2 separate regions of the Oryctolagus cuniculus genome follow, and region 2 is linked to region 1. The links are chromatin contacts, called in public Micro-C maps. All regions are on one chromosome and are shown on one strand. The core of a region is the stretch at or near the end of the contact, and the rest is flanking DNA. Distances in the headings are between cores, read along the strand shown.

The links. Hi-C and Micro-C count contacts between places; a contact is called where the count stands out from the background.
Region 2: a contact with region 1 is called in a Micro-C map of ear pinna, with 5 times the contacts expected there. The contact joins the promoter of BTG3 here to the promoter of C4H21orf91 in region 1. A contact is called at or near these places in 2 of 6 Hi-C or Micro-C datasets (ear pinna and psoas muscle).

Annotation. Positions count from the first base shown.
Region 1 is chr4:29,124,296-29,129,203 of mOryCun1.1, forward strand. C4H21orf91 (chromosome 4 C21orf91 homolog) reads left to right here and starts at 1,561. Exons shown (of 5, transcript XM_008267139.4): 1 at 1,561-1,930; 2 at 2,869-3,002. The coding sequence starts at 1,665.
Region 2 is chr4:29,391,907-29,397,162 of mOryCun1.1, forward strand. It overlaps BTG3 (BTG anti-proliferation factor 3), which reads left to right and starts at 1,584. Exons shown (of 5, transcript XM_002716768.5): 1 at 1,584-1,720; 2 at 4,968-5,146. The coding sequence starts at 4,974.

The sequences.
Region 1 (4,908 bases), core at 311-2,810:
AAAACTCATTGATCTGTGCTTTTAAAATGAGAAAGTTTTCTATAAATTATACCTTGAGGCATTGATTTAAAAAACAATGGGAGGGGTGGTGATGTGGCCTAGTTGATTAGGCCACAGTCTGTAGCCCACATTGATGCCAGTTGGAATCCTGGTTGCTCCACTTCTGATCCAGCACCTTGCTAACGTGCTTGGGAAAGCAGTGGAAGATGGCCCAAGACCCTGGGCCCCTGAACCCAGATGGAGTTCCTGGCTCCTGGCTTCGACTTGGCACAGTCCTAGCTGTTGCAGTCACTTGGGGAGAGAACCAGTGGATGGAAGATCTGTTTCTCTCTCCCCGCCCCATCCCTCCTACCCCCACCAACTGTACCTTTCAAATAAATAAATAAATCTAAAAAAAACAAAAAGGAGAGTTTCAAAGAATACAAATAAAATGTGTAAAATGCCACAATAAATAATTCTGACCATTTAAAAGGCAAGGAAATCATTAGTGATTCTAGAAAGCACGTTTTATGGAAAAGATGGGTAGAATCCAAGATGCTACATGTTTTAGTCATATATACCTAGAACGAGAAATCCATGTAGAAAAACAGACTTTTCTACCTCAGTTAGTGCATCTCAAATGTTAATGTGCATAGGAGTCACTTGTTAACTGCAGGTTCTGAGGCAATCTTGAAACCGACCTGAGGTTGTACATTTCTGAGAGTTTCAGGTGACGTCACTGTTGCTGGCCCATCTACCACACTTTTTTTTTTAAGTAGCAAGAACACAAATCACTCTTTGGGGACATCCATGGTGTACATCAAGTGACAATCTGACTCAGAATTTCAAAGATATAGAATCCACTCCTACCATTAGTTCAGAATACTATCCTGTAGACTGACAACCCAACCCCTTTTCTATTTGTGACTGTAACCAGAACAGGTGCTTTCAATGGGATGGAAAATAACAGTGATCTTTTCGTCAGGCGCCTTTGGTTCAAGCCCCAGATCTGTTTGTCACCAACCGTGACAACTCGGGGCAGTCCGTCCTAGCTTGCAAAACGACAGAACAGTTCCCGTTTCTCCTCTCTAGCCTGTAGTGAGGATCACAATAGGCAACGTAAGCGAAAGTACTGCGTAAACTGTCACCGAGACAGCGACAGACACAAAAATTCCGATAGATGGAGATAGAATGGCTTAAGAAGTGAGGCAAAGAGTTTAAGAGAGGAGTGGACCTAAAAATAAGAAGTGTGACTCCAGCATTATACCTCGGGCGTGCAAGGAATGTACCATACGTGGGGGAAGGGCACCCCCTTTTTTTAAAAAAAAGTCCGTATTAAAAAAAAATGCAGCTTCTGTATTTTAAAGTATGCCGAAATCAGGACACCTGGCACACGAACTTTTCCCTCATGATACAGGTCAACTGGCACCCACCTGGAAGTTCAGTGATAGTATTTTGCCTCAGTCTCCTGATTTCCAAGCAAGCCCTACCCACGCGTCTCTGCCCCTTTCTCGCACCCACCCGTCACTTTCCGGCTCCCGCCCCGCGGCGGCCCCCTCCCCTGGCGGGAGTTTCCACTACGCCGAAAGAGGAGGCGGTAACGGGCTCATCCATGTTCGCGCTGAGGGGAGGGGGGGCTGTGAGGAGCTGCGGGCCACAGACCGGTAAGAGACCCAGGCAAGACGATGGGAACCACACCAGAATCGGAAGGCACGGTGCGACGTAAACGAAAGCGGTTACGGAGCGGCTCCGCAGCCTCCGAGAGACCGGGCAACTTTGCACTCGGCTGCGCTACCCTCCCCGAAGCCTTCACGGGATGGCGCCGGCGGGAGAGGGCGGGGCCAGGCGCGCGGCGGCGGCCTCTGCTGCTGCCGCCTCCGCTGCGGCCGGAAACAATAGTGGAGGAGCCCGAGCCGCTCGGAAGGGCTGCGGCGGCCGGCGGAGCCGGACGGTAAAGACCCCGCACTCGGACCCCCGCCCCGCCTGCGTCCAGCCCTCGTTCCGCCCCGTGGCCCCGCCTCTGTGGACTTCTGAGCCCGGCTGCCCCTCGTGGTCGTGGCGCTCAGAGTGCCCCGACGGACGGACTGACGGACGCGGTTCTGAGGCAGGAGCGCGACCCTAACGCCGGAGACCGGGCGAGTACCCGCTCCCCGAAACGCTGCGGCCGGACGGACCGGCCGCCGGGACTCCTCGGACGCCTGCCTGTGTGGGAGAAAGCCCAGGGCTAGGGGATGCGGCGCTCCCGCCGTTCGGGCTCGCGCACCTCGCGACTCACACCGCCCCGGACCGTGGAGCCGTCGCTCGGTCTTGGGTGCGGGTGCCTTGGACGGGATCGGGCCACTCTCCCGGGATGTTGGCGTTTCCACGTGCTTTTTTCCGGCCGCGACCTCGGCTAGGAAGCCTAGCGACGTGGAGGCAGGGAAACGCACCTAAGGTTCCCATCATGAAGTTAGCAAAGCAGTGTCCCCAGCAAGTCGTCTCCCCCGGGTATAACAGCGTTAAATTGGTTGACCCAATCAGCAGCTGAAAAGGCCTAGCTGCTAATCTCCCTTCTGTGCCACAAAGTCTGTATCGGGGGCGGAGGAGGAGGAGGACTAGGACTTGCAAACCTCTTGCTGTCCAGTTCCCGAGACCAGATGAAATACGCGACCAAAAAGAGAGTGAGTCTAGACCTGGGCATAGAGTGACCTCTAGCCAGGCTTTAAAGTTTACTCCTCTGTCTTTCCACAGTAAAAGTAGGATGTTGAAGTGCAAGTATGGCGATGCCGGTGTCGTGGGGCCATCGCTTTACAGAGACAGAACAGCATCCTCGTTTCCTAGAAGTTCTCAGTATTGCCCGTTGTAAGAAATTCTTGGAATTACATAACTTTCTTTTCTGTTTCCCAACAGGGGCACTATGAACGAAGAGGAGCAGTTTGTAAACATTGATCTAAATGATGACAACATCTGCAGTGTTTGTAAACTGGGAACAGACAAAGAAACACTCTCCTTCTGCCACATTTGTTTTGAGCTAAACATTGAGGGTAAGGACACAGAGTTTTAATTTTGTGGCATGAACTTTACACAACCGTTTTATCATGAACTGGTTATAAAGTAAAATTTCTCAAGTGATTGGGAACTGCAGAGTGCGAAGTGTAGAGATCTGTTAAAGATAAGAGTTTCTGGAAATGAAACGAGTTAAAAAGAAATCTTAGCTTCTTAAACTCAGAGTAATAACCCCATTTTTGCTAATAAGAAAATGAGGTGTGAGTACTGACTGATGAACATGTTTCCTGGTTTGAAAACTTAATAGGGTATCAGAGCAGCACAATTTTACTCCCTCTGGCCTAGGATGCCAGGTGAGCCTAGCACTGCCGCTAAACCCCCAGGGCTATCCTGTTACCTGGAAAAAAAATTTAATTTTTAGAAAACTTTTCAATGATCACACACACCCATCATAATGTTAAAAAACTGAAATGTTTTTTGAGAGCTCTTATTAATCTGTAAGACATATTTTTTAAAGTTCTCCAGATATTTTGTTAAAATTTATTTATTTGTTGTGGTGCAAGTTAATATGCTTATGTATATCAACAGCTTGGTTTCAGGACATATAGGATATGCTTCCTTAATTTTTCTGTCAAATTAAAACTCTGATTCTTTTTAAATATTTGTGTCACACTTTAAAAATGTGAATATTACTGCAAAGAAAACCTTACCAGTAATTTGAATTTTGAGGTATAATTTTCAGTGGAGAAATTTTATTAGACCTTCCAGTTGTTAACAGTTTCAAAACAGTATTTCCTTTTTTCTGGATTACGTATTTGAGGTTTTTCTATGAAGGAGATATGACAAGATCTTATAGTAAAATGTATAAGTTATACAGTGTATACCTTTAAATTCCTGTTAAGACTTGTTATTCAGAAATTGTTGTAGTTACCCTTGTTTATGTGATAGAAGCGATCTGGATATTCCTGTGTGTGCTTATAACTTTGGCTTTAATAAATACAGTAAGTAATTTCAAAAGGATGACAGAAAATGATTCTTCTGTAGCTTTTAAATTACTATGACCTTAGGCATAGTACGGTGGAAGTTCTAAAATTATGTTCTTTGACCCTGTATATTCTGGAATGATGTAGAATTTTAGATGGACAAACCATTAGAAGTTATCCAGCCCAAATCGGTACTAGTATTTTACATTTAAGAAAACCAATAACCAGATAATTGGACTGTTAAAGGTTACTGTCATGGTGATAGCAAGCTGTGGTTTTGTGCCCAGCACTGTACTAAGTCCCTTGCATGGATTATCTTATTTAATTCAAAAATAGTTCTGGATGGCTTATTACTGTTAACCATTTTAAATGTAATTGAAATGAACTTTTAAAGACCTGAGAAATGCACTTGGAAGTCGCAGAGCTATTAATTGAGAGTGTTGATCTTTGAAATCTGGCCATCTGGTTCTGGTAAGATGGTCTAAATTCCATTGAACTACTGGCTATAGTTATTCTAATTGGTAGTACTACTGTTGGAAACCTGTCCTCCTGAATTCTATTTGGTTATTCTTGCTATTTGGTCAGCCAGCTTTTCCTAACCAGTGATTTTATGAACTCATCATTAAAGTGATTCATGCTGTGAGGGAATTTTTCACAGAAACCTAAATTTTCATAATTGTTTTCTTTTTTTAAGATTTATTTCTTTAAGAGAGTTACAGACAGAGAGAGGGAGAGACAGAGAGAGAGAGGTCTTCCATCCACTGGTTCACTCCCCAAATGGCCACAATGGCCAAAGCTGGGCCAATCTGAAGCCAGGAGCCAGGAGCTTCTTCAAGGTCTTCCATGCTGGTACAGGTGGGCCGTCTTCTACTGCTTTCCCAGGCCATAACAGAGAGCTGAATCGGAAGAGGAGCAGCCAGGACTCGAACCAGCACCCATATGGCCTGCCAGCACCACAGGC
Region 2 (5,256 bases), core at 334-2,833, 270 kb after region 1:
GTGTTTAACATGACACTTCAAACACTGGATCTGAGAGTCACTGATTTATAAATATTACACAAAATATTAATTCCAAGTATAGACATTTCTGGAGAAATGACGAGTATTTATAAAGCTGCAGAGTGAAACTTCAACCAGATAATTATGCGTTGAAAATGAAAACACCCTCTCATCTCCAAGAATAGTCCAAGACATAAATATCAGTATTTTCTTTAAATTGTCCAGCAAGTAGCCCCATCCCTAGTATTTTTTTTTTTCAATTATACAAATATTTATTTTACTGGTTTGGAGATTGTATGTTTATAACTGTTAAAAACAAAAACTGTCTTGAACTGACAAGAAGCTATAGCACCGTCAGTAATAAAAATGTAGAACATTCATAAAACTTTTCAGGTCACATGGGCAGTAAGGAATGTGGCCAGTATGCAACTTGAATAATTAGCTTTTCAATAATTTACAACACATTTTAGAGCCTTTCTTCGATTAAAAAGTAGCGATATTTTGTAATTAACTGAATACAATAGTCTGGCTTAAACAACGAACACGGTTCTGGAAGCCGGAGTTCAAGATCAAGGTGCCAATCCGATGTTTAATGCATTAAAGTGCTTTCACAAAACTAATACCATGGTGCCAATTCAATATAAAAGGCTGGGAAGCTGTTCCTTCTTTTCTCCACGAAGTTAATGGTCCTGTTCCATATTTGTATTTGCTCAAGGATTAAGCTTTGCATCTGGGAAGTCCTTGAGTGGAAGTGTTTCAGAAATGGAACGCCAGGACTCAAGGCTTCATTCACTGGGCTGCCATCCCCGGAGCCTCTCCTCTGGGTAAGACTTGGTAGCCAGTGCCAGGTCGGGAAACAGCCCGCCACGGGAGGCAGTCCCGGCTCCGAGGGAGCGCCCGCAGCCAGGGAAGGGCGCAACGAAGAGTTCCAAACAAACTACCTAGAACACAGGCGGGCGACTGCACGGTGGACGCGGCGCTAATTACCACAGCACGAAGGCTAGGGCTCCTTCCCCTTCCTGTCTGGTCCGTGCCTCGCTGCGAAGCCCAGGTCTGGAGCCCAGGTCTAGAACTCGCCCTCCCGGCCAGAGGTTTCGGGACGCAGCGCGCCAAGGAGAGCCCACAGGGCGGGAGCAGAAGCAGGGGCAACCTAGGGGGTACGGCCCTCGCGACCCCCTGAAGTGCTGGAAGGTGCTGCAGCAGGTGGGGCAGCCGGGCGAGGGCCACGGGGCCCGCAGCGCCGCTCTCTGGCGTAAAGGGAAACCACTCGCGCAGAGGACCTCGAGTCCGAGGGTCTGCGCGCGGCGCGTGTCCCCGCCGAAGGTACCTCGCGCGCGGCCCGCGGCTCCGGGCGGGCTCGCGGCTAGGCCCCGCCCCTTGCTCCTCCCCCACCCCTCCCGCGGGGCGCGCCAGCCGGTCCCACGCGGCGCCAACCCTTTCCCGGGTCATCGCCCCTCCCCTCTTCCGGGCCGCGAGCCCCCCGCGCGCCGCCTCAGGACCGCGCTCGCTCGTGCGCGCGCTCTCCCGCCGGCCCGCCAGCCAGTTCTCTCAGCGCGCGCCTGGCCGCCCGACGACGCGGGAGCTGCACGCGCCGGACGAGGCTCTCTGAGCTCCCTGTCGCCGAGCGCGGGCCATCTGAGGCGGCTCCCTCGGTTCCTTGGCCGGACACGGTCCAAGCAGACGCATCTGCGAGCCCAGAGCGGCGGCGGCGGCGGCGGCGGTGAGGAGACGGGATTGGGGGTCGGAGGACATGGCGGGGCTGAGGGCATCGCGGGGGAGGGTGGTCCGGGCGTGCCAGAGGCCACGTCGAGGCTCGCCGAGGAAAGGGGAGCGGGGCGGGATCGAACCGGAGTCCCGGGGCTCCGGCCCGGCGCCAAGCCGAGGCTGAGGAGGTCGCCCGCGAGGATGGCGGCGGGACCCGCGGCGGGCCGCCGAGGGGCAGACGCCGCCCCGAGGCTCCTGCCACGTTTCCACCGCGCGTTCCCTTCCGCCTCAGGGTGGGCGACAGACCTGCGCCTTTTCCCTTTCCGCCAGACCCCTTGGCGTTGCTGTGTTTTCCGGAACCCTGGACCCCGCTTGCTTTTCAGGAGGGTCGCGCCTCAGGGGAGCCCCGATCGTCGAACCCGGCCGGGGCCCGCCGGGGTTGTTGTGTGGGGAGGAGGCAGGGAACTGGACTCCCCGTGGCCCCTCGCCCCTGAACTTGGGGGAGAACCGCGATTGCAGAAGTTGGGCGCAGCTCGCCGGCCCTTCTTTCCTCAGGAGTGGGTGGAGATGTGTGATGCCTGCTCACCTCGCTCCCTTCAGACCCCAGCGGGAGGGCTTAGCAGCAGCTTTTGAAGGCTTCACAAAGTCAGACTCCCGGCCCCTTGGAAAATTCTGGAGCCCGCCTTGTAGCGCTGAGGCTGGTCAAGGGCTCCTCACCGGCGCGGGCCATGCCCCCCGCTCCCTCAGCCTTGGGGACGTCCAGCATGAGAAGCACTCGGCTCTGGAAGCGGTTGCCATTGTCTTGTCCGTATGAGGGAGGGAAAAGTACAAAGTTATACAATCCTGGAAAGCCCGGCTTGGTTTTCCTTTGGGTTTTCTCCACGCAGGGGAGCTTGTGGAACAAAGTAGAACTTGAGGAGCCGCCGCCGCCGCGGTGACGACGTCCCAGGATGACGTCATCGTACAATATTTAAAATGGGAGCTTTTTGCTGTGAGTGTGGGTGGAGGGATTGCGGCCAGTTACTCTAAATCAAGATGTCTAATGTCTTCTTGGCTCCGCTTGCTTCAGGTTGACCTCTGGCTTTTTAACGCTTCCTCTTTTATTTTTTGATATCCTGGAATACTGGTGGGGCTGGGTTTATTTTTCAGCTTTCCCAGTCATCATTCTTGCAAACAGAAAAAATAAATAAATAAAGTCCGTATGACTCATCTTGTGTTACAACTAAAAGCAACCACTAAGTGGTTCTTTCCTTTCTTTCTTTTTTATATTTTGATATGAAACTGAGCAAACAAAAGGAAAACCCAAAACTCCTATATGTAGCACATAGTTGGCAAATTTAATGAAATTAGAGAATGATCTAGTATGGGATTCAGTATATTTCTTTAATATGGTTCCTAGTGTTTTTTTTTCTTTCTATTTTTTCTTTTTGATAGGGTGGAGGCTAATGTAGTTCTCTCAGCAACTTTCTTCCCAAACCATGTATTAAATTGCAGTGGTTCCCAACCTCCATCATAACGTGGTAGAGTATAAATGCAGCTTTATAAAGTAGAAATGGCTCACATTTTTAGGGAAGAGGTTGTCCAGCAGATGTAGTGGGTTGGAGCTGTGTGTGCGAACCTGTGTGCAGTAACTGGTAGCTAGTCATAGATGGAGTATTTGGCATTCTAGGGTTCCAGGAGGAAGGTTTGGGTGTCTCCCCATCCAGGATCAGGTTGACTGTGGCTGCCAGCACAGCTCTCAGATAACTATATAGAATTTATTTCACACTGAAGTCCTTTGTTCAAACACGGAGTAATCACGTGAAGAGAAAGTTAAAGAGCAGTTTGAGGGGTGAAAAAAAGGAAAGCTAACAGCTTTGTTTTTTGAATGTGTGGGAACACAAACTGTTGATTGCTAGGTTAGTCAGTTTTTATACTTAACATAGCAAAAGCTGTATAGATTTAATAACTGGGTCCAAAAAAGGTGATGTTGCTTAGTAAATGCAGCATCTGAATAACTCCAGGATACTTACAGCAGTCAAATGAATGAGCTCGTTGACTAAAGATATATATTGAAACAATCCCTGGAGAACATTTTTTTGCCTTTACAAATTAATCAATGATAAGTGAGATCCTCTGTTTTAAAAAAGGTCTTTTTTTGTTTTGTTATGTTTTGTTTTAGGCAGTTACAAAATGTAGCTAAATTTTAAGTTTCTTTTAGTTTTTCTATGGGTAACTGGATTTCTATTCTCTTAAATATGTTTTGATAGAGTCACTAACTCCTTTTTGACCTTTAGGTAAATTTATCCCTATCCCTGAAAGAGTACTTACAGAAACTCCAATACTGAATTTTTTATGTATAACAGCTTCATTGAGATAGTTTTAGTATATTCACAGAATTGTACAGCCATCACCATAGTCAATTTTAGAATATTTTCATTACCTCAAAAAGTAACCTTGTACTTAATTAGCATCATCCTTTGTTTACCTACAATCCTCCTACCTCTAGGTCACTACATTTTACTTTTTGTGTATACAGGTTTACTGTACATTGCTTATGAATGATGTTTTGTCACTGCCTTCTTTCCCTTAACATAATGTATTTTAGGTTCACCCATGTTGCAGCATGTATGAGTGCTTTATTCCTTTTAATTGCCAAATAATATTCCATTATATTTATATAACACACTTTATTTGCCCATTCATCAGTTGGTGGATATTCAGGTTGTGCTCTTCAGGTTTTTTGCTATTATAAATCTCCTGGCCACTTACAGTTTTTGTGGACATAATGTTTTCATTTCTCCAGGGTATATAGCTGGAAGTAGAATTTGGAAACGTATGGTTAACTCTGTTTAACCTTTCCAGGAGCTAACAGACTACCAAAAATGTCTGAACAATCCTATACTTAAAGTGGACTTTATTCAGTTTTAAAGTTCAAATCATGTCAAAGAATCTTAAGCTTTTTTGATGAATATTGATGTATTTACTAGAAACTATGTAGTATTAACAGTGTTCTGTGTAATATCACTAAATTTTAGCCCATAGGAGCGATCTGGGATTTTCTTTTTATTGAACTTCTTCACAAAGCTAAGTGGTGTTATTCTTAAGTCTTATTTTATAATAAGACGTTTTTACAAATTAGTGACTGTTCCCTAATTATAGAGTTGAGCCAGTGAAGCACAAGGTAAAATTGAAAGGGAAACATTAGGAGCAATATCTTAGAAAACTTTATCTTCTAGTTTTTATATTTTGGTTTTTTGAGAAAGCATGTTTTATCTTTGCAGGAAAAAATGAAGAATGAAATTGCTGCTGTTGTCTTCTTTTTCACAAGGCTGGTTCGAAAACATGACAAGTTGAAAAAAGAGGCAGTTGAGAGGTTTGCTGAAAAACTGACTCTGATACTTCAAGAAAAGTACAAAAATCACTGGTATCCAGAGAAACCATCAAAAGGACAGGCCTACAGGTAAAGGATTAGATTAAGAATTAAATTAGGCTAAGTGAAGCAGCTGATCAATTTCTGTAGTGAATGCAGGACTAGAGGACGTCCAGCTTATGCCTATTGTAGTTGTATCT